Regions from separate parts of the Mus musculus genome. Here region 2 is linked to region 1. A link is a contact called in public Micro-C data. All regions are on one chromosome and are shown on one strand. Each heading gives the region's core, a stretch centred on a gene start, on an enhancer-like site or on the middle of the called end of the contact. The rest is flanking DNA. Distances are from core to core; before and after follow the strand shown. Region 1 holds the start of Evc (EvC ciliary complex subunit 1). Region 2 holds the start of Wdr1 (WD repeat domain 1).

Region 1 (7,561 bases), core at 3,019-5,518:
TGGTCATGCAAACCCTACCTGGGGTTGCTTCTTGAATAAGTGTAACCAGAGACCGGTATTAGAGAGCTTTCTGGGGTATTGAGACTTTAATTATGAGGGAACATACCTTTGTCAGAACTCATACAACTGTGGACTTAAAAATCTGTGCCTTTTACTATACAGTCATGACAATTTCTGGGGAAATAAAACATCCAGTGGTTGTAGCACGATATCTTGGCTTTCAGGAAGGCAGTCCCACACTCAGCATGTGCCCACAGAAGCACCCAGACCCACACTAACCTCAGGGGCGTCTTCATCCCGAGTGGTTTCTCTCTGGCGCCTCCTGGCTTTGGCTTGAGAGCCAGTGTCCCGTAGGCTCTGTGCAGGGGGCTCTGAACTCCCGAGCAGACGTTTCCTGTCATCTTTCTAAAACCACAAAGGGGTGGAGAGAAGCCAGATGCTGAAGTCAATCAGCCTTGTCTGTCCCCCTGAACTTTAGCCACCAGACCCCTACCCAGCAGTCACCTCTGCTCACCATGTGCCCTTCCTGCCCACTTCGCCCACTGAGGATGTAGTAGAGTCCTTTAAAACCACCCAGTCCACCCAGACTCTCTTTCTAAGAAATCCCCTAAGGTGCAGATTTCAGTTGTCCCCAAGACTCTGGGCAGCATAGGGAGCAAAGCTTGCAGTGTTTCTCCACTTCTGTTCTTCACTGCTTTCTGCAGCTTTGATGGAACACTCCGACAGAAGCAACTGTACCTGCGTGCAGTCATTTCTCTCTGTTCTACATTGTGGTATGACTAGCCGCTTCAGGTTCCCGCTTTGACTTCTGCACAGTGATGGACTGCCCTGTGCTAAAATACACCCTGCCCAGTTGCTTGCTGTCAGATTTGTCTCATCACAGCAACAGACAGGAAAGCGGGACAGAAGCTGCCGCTCCTTTGCATGGAATAGGCAGACACTAGTTCCCCTGCTGTCCTCCGTATAGCCACTGGGCAATTTTTAAAATGATGATCTTGGTTACCATCAATAGCGGAGTGACTTCTACTGTGGCCTACAAACAAGCAGTAGGTGTGTGACCTGAAACCCCGCCATCTTGCAGATGTCAGCACCGACGTGGACAGGTTTCCTACAAGCTTGTTTGGGTGGATGGGAGCCCAGTCAGGCACTTCCCTGTGCCCACTCTCCTTGTCAAGTAAACGTCCTTGTTGCAGCTCAGAGTCCAGCTTTCTGCAGTCATGTTTCCTGTTTTAGGAGACTGTGATCCTGAAGCCCCGTCTAGCATTCCAAAGTACCAGAGGGCCATGTTGTACCCAACAGAGAAGGTCCTTGTGAAAGAGGATCTGGTCCCAGCCAGAGTTCTTGGGCTTTTGGCTGTGAGTTCCAAAGAGAGGATTAACAATATGCAGCCAATGGCGTTTCTTTAAATAGACACAGGGTCACTTTGAAGGTAGACAGATGGAAATAGAGGCTCAAGGGACTTGACAAAGCCCCATGCACAGGCTTAGTGTTCACCTGTTCTGAGCACTAAACAAGTTTGAGGACCATAACTAGAATGGATAAGGAGGACTAGGCAGCAGGTACAATTCTGTGAGGGGGTTGGCTTACTTAGAAAGTACTTGCCACGGATGCCTGGGAACTCAGTTGAACTCCTGGAACCCACGTCACAAAAAACCAAGTATGGGTGTGTGTGCTCTCAACCCAGCGCAAGGGAGGAGGACACAGGTGGACAGACAGCCTAGCCTGCTCACCTAGCCCAGTGAGAGACTCTGTCTCCAAAAGGTGAGCAGTGTCTAAGGAATGGTACCAAGGTTGACCTCTGCCCGTGACATGAGCACACACATGCAAACAGGCGTCTGGATGCATACCTGCACTTACATACACATGAACATGCATGCACACACACCCACATAGGAGCCAGCAGGATGGTTCAGTGTAAAGGCAGCTGTTACTGAGGTTTCTGACTGAAGGACTGTCTTCTGAACCCACGTGGTGGGAGGGGAGAACTGATTTGAGGGGAATGTCTTCAGATCTCCACAAGTATGCTGTGTTAGAGGTGCGTGCTCAAAAACGTGCTCCCTGACACACACGCACGCACACACACACACACACACACACACACACACAGAGAGAGAGAGAGACAGAGAGAGAGAGAGACAGAGACAGAGAGCGAGAGAGAGACAGAGAGACAGACACACACAGAGAGACAGAGAGACAGAGCCAGTGACAGACAGACACACACACACACATACACAGAGAGAATTGCAGTTGTGCCTTGATGAACTTGTTGTGCACTTAATTAGTCAGGGTTATGATTCAGCATCAGAAGGGTACCCAGCCTTGTTCCTGACACTGACGAGAAGCTTCTTAGACAAAGTTTGTTTGAGAACAAACTTAAAGGAGGGAGCAAGCCTCTGAGGTCCCAGGAGACGGATGTGAGAGCAATTGGAAAGAGCTTGATGCAGACACAGACAGGCCTGGCCATGTCAGATGTTCAGGAAGCCCATGTGCCTGGACCAGGGTGGGTCTCTGGGCAGAAAGGACAGATGCTATAGCCCAAAATTCCGGGATGCTTCGTTTAGCAATTGCTGGCTGTGTTAGGGAATAATAATACACCCAGGGTCAGAAGCAATTTCTACTTCCACACTTAGAAGTGGCCAGGAGGTCAAGGGTCACAAGTGATTTAAGGACAAACTCTAACAAGAAGGGAAAAACCCCCAAACAAGCTGCAGAGGGCTGAGGAGACACAAGACAACAGCCAATTACAGTGTCCTCAGAGAGGAGAGAGAGAGTCTACTCACAAACTGGCAGTTTAGGATCAAAACGGAGGACTTGGGGGAAAAGAACTCTTGAACATGAAAACATAGAATGTGTATTCTCATAAGAATAAAACTGAAGAAAGTCTTCCAGAACACACACACACACACACTCTCTCTCTCTCTCTCTCTCTCTCTCTCTCTCTCTCTCTCTTTCTATCCAAGAGTTCAGGACTGCTCTCGTATCTGACTAGCACAAAGGGTTGTCCATGAAGAGGCTTGATAACGGAGAGAAAGAAGGATTGGCCAAGTCAATCCAGACATGTGTGAGTTCTTGAACGAAGTGAGAGACCAAGAAAAGTAATCCTCAACCAGACAGGTTTCTAGCTGGAGAAAGCCAATTCCCCTGCACAACAGAGGAAACCTGGAAGAAGTCAGAACTGCCTGAAGCCAGAGTTCCCAATGGGTCTTTCTACAATTGATCAGATGTCTGCTCCTCTGTGCCAGGAGTGTCCCTGAACATCCCAAGTCATTTACATAGTTGCCAGTTAGCGCATTACTTACACCCCCCAACGCCCCGCCCCGCATATGCTTGTTGTGTTGCTAGGCTGCTTAACCCTTTGCCTCACTTTCAGCATCTGTAAAATGGGCCACACATGGAGTTGATTCAAAAGCTGTTTGGAGAGTTCAGAGCCTAGGGCAGACAGAGCCTAGGGCGGAGAGCCAGGCTCAGTGCCTGGAACAGACATCTCTCAAGAAACTCTAGTCTCTTTCTACTCCATCACAGCACCCACCTTGTTGGGTTCTATCCAAATGCTAACTGGAAATATCTATCCTGCTCACCGTTGTGCATTCAAGGCCCCGGGCCAGTTTCATCTGACAGAAAGTCCTTAGCCCACTCCCAGAGGATGTTGTCTGGCAGCTCCAAAGCAAGAAAGAGGGAGTGGGCATTTGGGTGCACACACTAATCTTTCTCTGTCCCCATACTGATCTGGGGCGTAATTGCTGAGATCATGTCCAATCTTCTAACTAAACCAGTGGGCACTGTGGCATAGAAGGGCTTTTGGGCGACTATCTTTCTGTGGTCCCCGGGCCAATGCTCTCTGGCTACTCACTCTATCCCTCCTCCTCCTTCCTCAGAAAGCCCTGATGCTCCTGGAGCAAGAGGTTGCACGCAATCGCAATCGCAGTCAGGAGACGCAAAGCTGGGGGTTCAGGGAATGCAGCCCAGGACTCCGCGGGAAGAAGAGGAGGGCGCTCGATCCTCCCGGCTGCGCTGGAACCCACCTGGAGCCGTGCGCGCAAGTGGCTCGCGCGACAGCCAAGCCACAAGCCAAGGCCTAGGCCGAGAACGCCACCCAGTAGCACCGCGGGGACCAGCAGCGTCGGCGCCGCCTGCAGGGCTTCCCGGCCCAGCTGCAGCCGCGCATCTTTAGTGCAGGTCATGGAGGGCTCAGGCGGGTGACCCGCTGCATCCCGCCGCCGGCCAGGTCCGCGCCTCTGTACCCTTTCCCGCTGCACCCGAGCCGAGGGAGGAGCTTGGACCCGCCGCCCCAAACTTTCAGCCTTTCCGGGCCATCCCTACAGTGCACTGAGCATGCGCAGCCGGGGCGCGCCTTTCAGCCCGAGGACCCCACATGCAAGAGCAAAGGAGCACCCCTCCTCCCAGTCTCCGGAGCAAGCTACTCTTTTGTGATCACTGAGCGTTCAGGTTGCCCTGAGTCCTGAGCTGGCGGCCAGATTAACTCCAGCAGCACCTCAAGGTTGCTGTAGCCTGTCCAATCCGATTCCCGCGCCGCTCCTGGGGCAAGTCGTTCTTCCCTCCGGGATGCTCCGCACCCAACTGATTGAACACTTCTTTTAACCCTGCTTTCTCCCCGAGAAAAATTCTTCTTTATGAGCGAATGTTACATTCGGGCCCCTCTAGAATCCTGACGTCTCTTCATTTTATCCTTCATGGTTCCACGTGGGCAGATTGGGAGCCAGTACTTCAGCCTCTTCAAAGAAACTGTCAGGGGAAGTGTCTCATTCAAGATCTGACAGCTCAGAAGAAGATGGCAATGTCTGTCTGCTCACACCTGTGGCTTCAGGTCACACACCTGTTAAGAGGACCTTCCTGTCCTCGGGGTATCCCTGGGAACTGGAACATCTTCCTGGCAATAGCTTCATGCTGCAACGTAGTGTTGGTTGGATGCTCAGGCCTGACTTTAAAAAACGCACAAGGTCAGGTAGTGGCGTACAGCTGTTATCTCCCGGTCACTCAGGCTATTCAGGAGGCAAAGGCAGATCACCTGACTCATCTCAAAAGGGTGGAGGGTGGGGTGAGGGAAAGGATCCATTAAAAATCAACGCTGCTTATGTTTTGCCTCTAAAGTCACTTGTTAATACTGCCTTAACACTGCTCCAGGATGCCTGGCACTTCTCAAGGGTGCAGTACCTGATGTGAGAGGTTTAGTTAAGGACACTAAGGGCTGCAAACTCCTGGTCTTATCCAGGTCAGGTCAAGAAAGGGATGTGTCATTGAAGGTGTGGAGAGGCTGATACAAGGCTCTCCGGCAGCTGCCCAGCAGGACCGTTCACAGAAGACCCTGTCCCTGGATAAGGGACATCTCTAGAGCCCAGAAGGCAGACTACCCCTTCCCCAGCTCCTCCCTCTGGGCACTCAGGGGAGCCCTAACACCCCTTGGGGGAGCTTTCTGCCCCAGCTTACTCATTGGCCAAGTGATGGCTTCATTGTTGCTGGAGAGGCTGGGCAGGTCCAGCAAGATCCCCAGCCCGGATTCAGACAGTGGGTACTCTGCTGAGACTTCCCCCTGCTCCTTTTTCTGTGACCTTTCTAATGCTTCCCTGAGGTTTTTTAACCTCGCTGAGGTGGTCTGAGGAGAGTCGGGTTCAAACAGCGTCTCTGGGAATTCCTAGTGCTAAGACTGGGCTGAGATCTAGAGAGTCAGTGGGCATTAGTAGAGGCCCTTGTCACCCTTGGGGAAGAAGAGTAGCGGGGGTGATTTGGAGTGAGGCACAGCAAGCGAAGGAGCTGCGCAGCTCCCTCCTACGCAGCTTGCGGCCTCCAAACTCCAGATGCCAGCGTTCCAGAAAACTTTCCAGGCGGTTCGCACTGAGCATGCTCCGCGGCGGGGGCGGTCCCGGGGTCCGGAAGCTCCGCGACTCTGCGGGGCCTGTGTGGGGTCTGTAGCCACCAGATGGGGGCGACGGGCCCCACGGGCGCTGGGGGACGAGCCACGTGGGTGCTGGCTGGGAATATCCTGGCCGCTGCCCTGGTACTGGGCTCGGGTCCGCGTGCACTTCCACCATCCTTCCCTGCCCTGGGCCCAGGGTCACCATCTCGGCCCGGCCCAGCAGGACCCTGGGCAAGCTCGCAGGTAAGGAGAGCTGGAGCTTGTGTCTGTCTCCATCCTCTGAAAGAGTCCTGCCCTGTAGGGCACAAGATCAAGTGGAGGGAGAGGCTGAACTTTTTGCTTGGTGGTGCTTCTAGGTGCGTTCTGCACATACTTGTATCAACGGAACTCCAGAATCGGTGAAGCCTCACGCTTGGTAGCCATAGGCTTGTATGGGTTCGGATCCAGATTCGCACCCTAGCATTTCCATGTCTGAGGGCAAATCACTTTTTATGTCTTCCTTTCTCAGGCCACTGGGACCCAAGTCATCTGAAGCCACCGTATGCACATTAGTTAGGTTAGTTAATGTATGTAGGGGTGCTAATATGGTGAGAGAGCTGGGAAGACTGGGTAGCTTTGAACTGGCCTCCAGTCTACTGGCTGCAGTAGGCCACTGGCCCCGTTTGTAGTAGTTCTAGCATTGGAAAAGCACAGGGTTCCCAGTGCCCCATAAGCCCCCCTCTGCAAGTTAGCCCCCAGCCCTCCTGCCTTCTTCTCAGGATTGGCTTACATACGCTCCTCCCTGCATTCTGCTATCTCTTCGGCTTAGCCATCACTTACTTCTGGCTCTTGGCCACCCTTCCACTCGGTTCCACCCACCACTCTTAATTTGTATCTTATCTTCTGCTAGTCAGCCCACCCACCACTCTTAATTTGTATCTTCTGCTGGTCAGCTTTACCTGTCAGCCTGACCCACCCTAGGATGACCTGGGAAGGCTGTCTCAGTGAGGGATTGCTTAGATCACGTTGGACAGGGCCTGGGCTGGAGGAGGAGGGTTATCTCTATGTGGAAGGCCCAGCCCACTGTGGGCAGTGCCATTTCCTGGGCAGGGGGGCTTTGACTTGTGTAAGAGTAGAGAAAGAAAGCTGAGTACTCGGCCTGAAAGCATTTATTGCTCTCTGCTCTGAAATGTGGCTGTGATGTGACCAGCGGCTTTAAGCTCTTGCCCTTTGGCTTACAGGCAGAATGGATTCTAACTTGAAATTACAAGCAAAAATAAACCCCTTTCTCCTGTAAGCGGCTTTTTGTCAGGGTGTCCCATCACAGCAGCAGAAACGAAGTACAGCCTCTCTTAGTCATTCTGACGATCACATCTGTGCTCACCGCTGCCCTGATTCCTGTCACCATGGCCCTGGGAGAAAATGCAGCTTCAGTTCCCAGGAGGGCCCTGGCTAGTGGCATGGCCTGTTGGAATGGACTCTAGTGTTGCCTGCCCACTCATGACCTGTAGACCCAAGGATTATCACAGGGCCACTCTTGTTGCGAAGACTTAGTGCTTTAAGGGTGATTCTGTTTCTTTTCTGTCGCTTGCTGTCTTAGGTTGTCACTGTATAGTCCATGGACTGCACTTTAAGCCCTGTGGTTGGCATTTTCATGGAGTCCTTTCCCTTACTCCTCCTTGGGAGGTGGCATAAGAGTGGCCCATTTGC
Region 2 (7,561 bases), core at 2,834-5,333, 1.2 Mb after region 1:
TTTCTTTTTTTTTTTTTTTGGTTTTTCGAGACAGGGTTTCTCTGTATAGCCCTGGCTGTCCTGGAACTCATTCTGTAGACCAGGCTGGCCTTGAACTCAGAAATCCGCCTGCCTCTGCCTCCCGAGTGCTGGGATTAAAGGCGTGTGTGCTCATTTCTGTCCAAGTGGTCAAACACACTACCACATTCTGCTACAAAGAACACATTTTGCTATGACAGTTTGCTCTACAAGCAGGCCCTGTAACCTGTACCACCTTGGTTGACAGCCATGCTGGCAATGCAGCAGTGACTCAGCAGGCACGCACCTGGACAGAGCGACTGTTAAGTCTTCGAGTCCTGTTTATTCCACCCCCACCTGCAGGGACCCACACAGGATCCTCCTGCATGGGCTGGTAACAGATAGTGCCAAATGAAAACTGGTTTGAGTTCAACCTCCTCCACTTGGTCCAAAGAGACGAGCCAGTGGTTAGTCCAACTGCTGTGTGTCATTCCCTGAGACCCAATTTCACAGAACTGAGCTTCCTAGATATATACCTTAGTTCTGCTAGGGGTTCACATCTGCCAAGATATACAATGTTTGAAAGTTCCCAAATGCCAGTTTCCAGATGGCCTCCGTCACCACATGATTTAAGCCTGCAGAGAATTTATTTTTCAAGCGTGGCAACAGGACAAGGGAGAAAGAGACAGAGAGCATCTTTGCTACCAGCTCTCCAAAAGCCAGGTTCACAAAGCCGTCTTTCAGTCACAGAACAGCTGACAGGCAGCCCCAGCAGGAGGCTGGCAAGAATATTCTTGTATAAATTCTAAAGGTGGGTCCCAGAAAATTTGGAGCACAGTAGTGCCTTTCATGCTAGGGTTGCACCAGTGAGGCAGAAGCTGGGGATTTTATGTCGCCTTGGCAATACAGTGACACTCTCTAACAGGAAAAGAAATTAGGTGCAGTGAGCTCACTGGAATATTGTGGGTCAGGTGTTCTAGTGTAAGGACATGAGGTGAACGACACAGGAAAAGCCCTGCTTTCCTAGGGGTACGGGCCAGAGAGAAGAGCCTGGAATATTTAGGAATAACAACAGCAATAGCTTTGTTCACATTTACTGCCAGCAGAAAGTAAGAGAAGGCTAAAAGGAGAAATGCCGTTAAGGAGAAGGGCCCTCTAGTGAGGTCATTTCTAAACAGGAGTGTAAGAGATGACAGGGAGACACAGGAGGATGAGTATCTGGGCAAAGGCCGCACCATGAGCAGGTGGAATGTTGAGGATGGGTAGCATGTGAGGAGAAGAGGCAAGGGAGCCTGGAGCTTGGAGCTGACAGAGAAGAGGAAGGTCAAAGGAAGAGCACTGGGGCAATGCTGCTGAGTGTGAGCCAATTGTGTGTGTGTGTGTGTGTGTATGTGTGTGTGTGTGACTGGTCAGAACTGCGCCAGCAGGCACAGCAAGAACACACCTCAGGGCAGCCAGTATGGTGCTTAGATACAGGATAGAGCAAAACAGGGCGAGTCTGCCAGATTCTATAGGACTCTAATTAAATGTGACAGGGCAGCTCTGAGGATCAGAGCAGTCGAGGGACACGGTTGACTTTGGGGAAAGGAGCATGCAAGAACCCCAAAAGTGACCTGGGTCAGAGGTCTACAAGGCATGATGTGGTGCCAGCCTTCCTGGACTTGGATTCCTAGCAGACCACCTTCCTTCCTGCATCTTCATGTTCCTGAGAACTCACATCTCATTTTCTCTAGCAACACTCTGTCCTAATAAAAACTGAATCCATCTTTGAGGACCAGGAGGCCATCAGCAGACCAGAATGTGCCTAGTGACATACAGCACACAAAAGGCTATAGTAACAGATCCCTACACCATATTGTTTTTCCTGGCGTACTAGGAACGTAACCGGGGTGGGATGAGAAGCGGCTGCACCTCCTCCAGGAGAGGACAGTGAAGCCTGGAAAGGACTGACTGGTGGACATGTCACTGGCGGCGAACCCACCCCCTCAGCCAACGGCTGCATTGCTCCTCTGATACTACCAAGCCAGCAAATTCGAGGGATAAGCTGGCCTAGCACCCGAGTGACCACTCCATGCAGTTCTCCCAACTGGAAGTGAAGAGCAACAAAGTGGCCTGAGGAAACTACGTGTAGGGGACAGAAACCAAATACCCTACAGCTAGGGGTGTATGAAGATGCTTCAGATACCTTTTGTCAATTCCACAGAGCTCCTGCGACCATCTCCATTTTTCCTTTACTTTCTCAAAATCTTATGACGTCAATATAGTGTTAAGCTTTTGAGAAGGCTTCCCCAGTTCTAAGAAGGCTGGGCCAGCTTTCTAGGAATCTGTGTAACTAGCAAGGCAGGCTCATACCCAAACTTCCACCTCACTTGAGGTGCCCAACAATCCTGTAGAGGTCAGAAGCCAGCACAGGACTGATGACTGGTCGGGTTTAACCAGACTTACAAAGACACAGCCAGCAGCCACCACAGTTCAAAACTGCAGCCTCTTTTTACAAAAAAACTGGGGTCTACCCTCAGCCAGCTGGGAGGCTCTTGGAGGATAGGGGTGTCATGAGCTACTTCACCTGACTAATGATGTTCCTGGCGTGCAGGAGCTGAAGGTGACAGCCTTGGTGGAAGAGTCAATCAAACCCTCCACCCCTCTAGCAGCCCTTTGCCAAGCATAGCCCTAAGTCCAGCCTTCAGCTTCTACCCTACACCATTCCTCAGGCCTGAGCACGGGAGAGACAAGATTTGAGCCACATCCTGGAAATGGAGAGGAGGCCCAGCAGACTGACTCATTTCAACAACCAGAGGAAAAAAACATGAATTTGCAAGGGCCTCCCAAAAAGCTGCTGCTCTGGGGACAGCAGGTCATTTTCAGAGAACCATCCAGAGGAATTCACTAGTTCCTGTTTCCTCTCAGAGACTCAAGTCTGTAACAGTTGGCATTCAGAGGACAGGGTGTGTAGGCCTGGGCTCTAGCATACCAGGAAGCCCAGGGTATTAGGATGATTAAGCACAAGGGCCATTTACCAAGTGCTCCATTTATGCCAGGTACAGACAGCATTAGGACAGCTGACCAGCTCATTCAGCCAGCCAAGGCAGCCAGGGGAAGTGGAGGATCATTTCCCTATCTCCATTTCCCCAATGCGGAAACTGGGCTCAGGAAGGGCCAATCAACAGCCACCCCATGATCAAGCAGCAGCAGACTCAAAGCCCTTGGCTCTAAGGACTGAAGAGACCCAAGTCTTAGTTTGCCAGTCTACGGGGCTGTGGGGGTAGAGGTGGATGACACCACCACCAGTCCAGTCCAGTCCACTGAGCCTCCAAGGTGTGGCTCCTGGGCAGAAGGGGCGTGGCTCCCCTCTCCCCAGGCCAACTGACTGGGAGGTGAGGGGGCGGAAGGGCAAGAATTTCCCGACTCTGAAGGTAGCTCGCAGGGTAGGGACGGAAGCAGGCCCCGCCGGGCACAAGAGTACTCACATCGATGTTTCTTAGGATGACGCACTTGCCATTGGTGTAGAGGAAATGATCGCCCTTGGGGTCTCCACCGAGGATCTTAGAGACGCCCCGCTCCACCTGGGGGAGGCTGGCGAACACCTTCTCTGGGGAGATACAAACCCGGCACGGTGCATGAGGGGCAATCCCGGCCTCGCGGGACCCAGGGAGTTGCAGTCAGTCAGCGCTGGGGGTCCCGAGCCGGTCACCTGTTGCCGCCTGCGGGCACGACCGGCGGACTTCCCGGGCGGCGGCGGTCAGGCCCCGGGGTCCCTCCCGCAGCTCGGCCGGCCCAGTCCACAACGCCCACTCCGGGGTCCCCGGCCCGCACCCCCGCGGCCGTGCAAGACCCCGGCCGCGCCCTCCCGCCTGCACCCGACCCCAGAAGCCGGCGGCCGCGCGCGGAGGCCCACGCACTCACTGATCTCGTACGGCATCCTCGCCCACTTGTTACGGCGCTGCGCTCGAGTGGAACCTCGCAGTGGCCGAGCCCAGGGACAGCGCGGAAGGCGGCGCCGGGCGTGCCGGGCGCGGAGGGGGCGGTCCGAGACCCGGCTCCGAGACCCGTACGCGCCTGCCCCGCGCGCTACCGCTGCGGACAACCCAACCCGGAAGCGCGGCCCCGGCGCGGCTCGCCCCCAGCTTTGACCATATATAGTCAAGCGCTCGGCTCGGAGGCTGCAGCCCCACGAGCCTGCGCGGACACCGCCCCGCCCCGCTTGCGGGCCCGCCCCGGAAGTGACGTGACGCGACCCGTGAAAAGGCGGCGCGGAGGGTTGTAGGTGCGGGGCGGGAGGGTTTTTTTTCTTGGGCTGTCTGCCTTTGCACCGGGAGCCTTCTTGTGGAGCAGATCTTTCTCGAGCTTTCCAACGCCAGCTTGGCGCCCCGGCTTGCAAAAGACTTGAAGCCACTGGGCGTATGGGGTTTTGTTTGTTTGCCTTTCACTGGGTATGTTTAGGAACTTCCCCGTCTCACTCCCTCTCCCTCCTGCATGAAACTTCCTAGTAGCAAAGAAGCCAAGAATAAAGAACTGTAATTCTTAAGGATGGCAGGGGTTGTTTCCTAACACGCTCTGGGGAGGGCGTGAGGGTGGAATTCTTTTCATGGAGAGGGAAAGAAAGCAAAACCTGGAATTTTCTGAGTCTCGCAGGTTTTGATTAGGGCAAGATGAAGTCCTCTGGTTACTTGATTGAAAAGTTCTGAAGCCCTAGTTGGAAACCCGGAAAGTGGGCTTTCAAAGGAGAGCTCTTAGGAATTTGCAGCAAATGAAAAAGTCCATTTCTGCTTTGGAGCCAGGTTTGTTAATTACCCTGCGGACCAGTCCCACCCCACTCTCCTGGTTCACCTGGACACCCACCTGATTCTCCTCTAGCTTATCTTAATCTTAACTGCCATCTAGTTAGCAGTTAAATGAATTTATAGCCTATAGGAGTGCCCAGGTTTCGTAGAGAAGAGTTTAAGTGTACTCGGTAGGTCCTGTGTGGGAACCTCAGTATTTTTTGAAAAGTCTGTTTTCCTTAGTACCTAGTCTCTTGTGCTGATAGACTAGTATTTTTAAGGTTCTATGAATGTTACCCCCTGCCCTCTGTGACCTTTTGTTTGCCAGGATTGCTTGTCTAGGGATCCCACCTGTTATGTTTTATATAAAAAAAGAAAAGAAAAGAAAAAGAAGCCAGGGATATGTTTGGTGGAGGTGCAGTATGTTGTGGGGGAAAGGGGTGCCTCTGAGGGCCCATCCTGAACTGAGGCATCCCCTCCCCCTGAGGTACCAGCCACAGAACAGTATAATATGGAAATAGCTTATTTAGGACATGGGGAGGAGAGTTGAGGGGATAGTAGAGACAGAAAGACAGAGTAGAGGCCAGCCATGAACATTTGGAGTTGGTTTGGGGGGGGGGGGCGGGGATCCGGAAGAAAAGGGACAGAAGAGGAAGGGAGCAAGAGAAGAGAATGAGGAAGGGGCAAGTAGCCCCTTTTATAGTGAGTCAGGCATACCTGTTTGTTGCAGGGAACTGTGGGGTGGTGCCTAGAAGGAATGCCAGTACCACCTGGTTAATTTCTCTCAAAAGTGGTGACTTCCAGCTACTATCTCAATGATTCACCTGTCTGTCCCAGCCTTTACACTGCAACTTCCTGGGGTCCTTAGTTTGCTTTCCCCATTTGCATTGTTGATGTTGCCATAGAACCACCAAACTGCCCACCAGCAACACATGGCTCCTTAACTACAATTATGATTTCAGAACAGTCCCACTGTTAGTCTTCTAGCGACCTCACTGCACTGTGCAGATGAAAGACACTTTCCCTGGGTCTGGTCGAGCACTGTCCTAGGGATGTGCTAGGGATATTTTCAACAAGCAAGAGGTCTGTCCTAGGATTCTGGGACAGAAGATAGTGTAGACTGTGACTTTCTTATTTACTAGAATTGTTTTAGATAACAGCGATAACCTTTCTAAACCACACTAAAGTTCCCACTCAGCATGGTACAAAGACTGCTGGGGTAACACCAGCTCCAAGCTCTTTACAAGCTGATAGCTGTCCTATGTGCATCAAGCCTTGGTACTGACACTGAGAGTGATCCTACAAAACACTTTGGGGCCAAGCTCTCTGGCAGAATCCAGACTCTGTTGCACTTTAAAAAATCATGTACCATGCGTCAAGTTTTCCAGGTTTTAGTAGAGGGGGCACTCGGGTGTGTGAAATAGTTGAAGTTCCCATGCAAGGAACAGATTGGCTACACCTGCCAGCACTAATGTTTGGAGTCAAGCAGCTAGGTTTGTCCAGCAGGAAGTCAAGTGAGGAAACACTTGATGTGTCCATACAATGACTTCAGTCTCTAGAAATTAGCCTGGCCACTTGTAACCACTTTGTCTTTGTACCCAGATGCCTCCATCACTGTCTATGGGAGTCTTAAAAGCTGCTAGCTCTTCAAACAGACACACGGGCCAACTGAGATGAATGCCCTGCCTGCCCCTCCCTCCTCATTGCAGGCTCCTTTGGCTTGTTCTTTCCCACACTGACTACGGAGTGGTCCAGCCTCATCGCAACGGCAGAAACCTCACCCAACCTCATCCTCCACATTCGGTCCGTCATTGAATCCAGTGTTTATGAAAGCCCTTAGCTTGAATCTGTGCTTTCTTACCACTGCTACTCTGCTCCAAGCTGCCTCAGCACTTGGGCCTATTCTGGCTCCTTGATTATGCATAGAGTCGACCACTGTGGCCAGTAAGATTGAAGGGACTCTAGCCAGCCTGAGCATGGTAAACATGGCTTTGGCAGGCCTTGCTCTTCTCCCCATTCCCCCCTGCCTTGCTACAAACCCATTAGATTACATTCCTAAAGCTAGCCACCAAGGTACATTCCCTTACGTGTCCACTTCCTCCACCTGAGGCTGACTACCAAGGTCCAGCTATCAAAGTATTGAAGTCCAGTAATTAAAAATCCTCTTTGGGTCACCTAATTAACATGCCCAATTAAAATTAAACACCTCATCCTAACATAAGGTTACCCCTTTTACATTTATAAACTGCCATTTGCCTAGGGGCCAAGCTTGTCTCCTCTCTATCCAGAGGCAATCATTTGTTGCTCTCTTCCTAAACAAATACACTTCTCTCCTCGCCCCTGTTCCTTTCCTTTTCTCCCTTGTTTCTATCTTCTTTGTCTTTTATTCCCTGCTCTTTGTCTGTCTGGTGCAAATACATCTTTGTGCTGAGAAGTTGGTCTTGGAGCTCCTGAGCCGATACCCCCAACTGGTCTTAGTCACCTTATCCATCTACTCAGCTTTTGGCCCCTGAAGTCCTCGAGTTACCTCTCCTGCCTGGTTTTCATACAGCTTAATAGGTGTGGTTCTACTCTACCTCGTGGCTACCTCAGCCTCCTGTACCTGCTATTTCTGGGCTGTTCCAGACACCAGACTTTGAGGTCATCCTCTTTACAAGCCACACACTGTGTTGTTTGGCACTGGTTACAGCGTTTCTCCCTTCCCCCATGAGCACAGAGCTTTCCAGACAGTTCAAATGAAGCTGCTGATTGCTGGGAGGAAATGGGCAGCATAAAATATCACAAATTTGCATTCAATTCCAAAG

The links. A called contact is a pair of places that touch in the nucleus more often than the background predicts.
Region 2: a contact with region 1 is called in a Micro-C map of embryonic stem cells, with 6 times the contacts expected there. The contact joins the promoter of Wdr1 here to the promoter of Evc in region 1. A contact is called at or near these places in 1 of 484 Hi-C or Micro-C datasets (embryonic stem cells) and 2 of 115 datasets of contacts at active chromatin or transcription factors (both in embryonic stem cells).

Annotation. Positions count from the first base shown.
Region 1 is chr5:37,332,613-37,340,173 of GRCm38.p6, forward strand. It overlaps Evc (EvC ciliary complex subunit 1), which reads right to left and starts at 4,269. Exons shown (of 21, transcript NM_021292.2): 1 at 4,023-4,269; 2 at 280-405. The coding sequence starts at 4,181. Evc2 (EvC ciliary complex subunit 2) reads left to right here and starts at 5,866. Exons shown (of 20, transcript NM_145920.3): 1 at 5,866-6,115. The coding sequence starts at 5,936.
Region 2 is chr5:38,557,616-38,565,176 of GRCm38.p6, forward strand. It overlaps Wdr1 (WD repeat domain 1), which reads right to left and starts at 4,084. Exons shown (of 15, transcript NM_011715.3): 1 at 3,901-4,084; 2 at 3,465-3,586. The coding sequence starts at 3,916.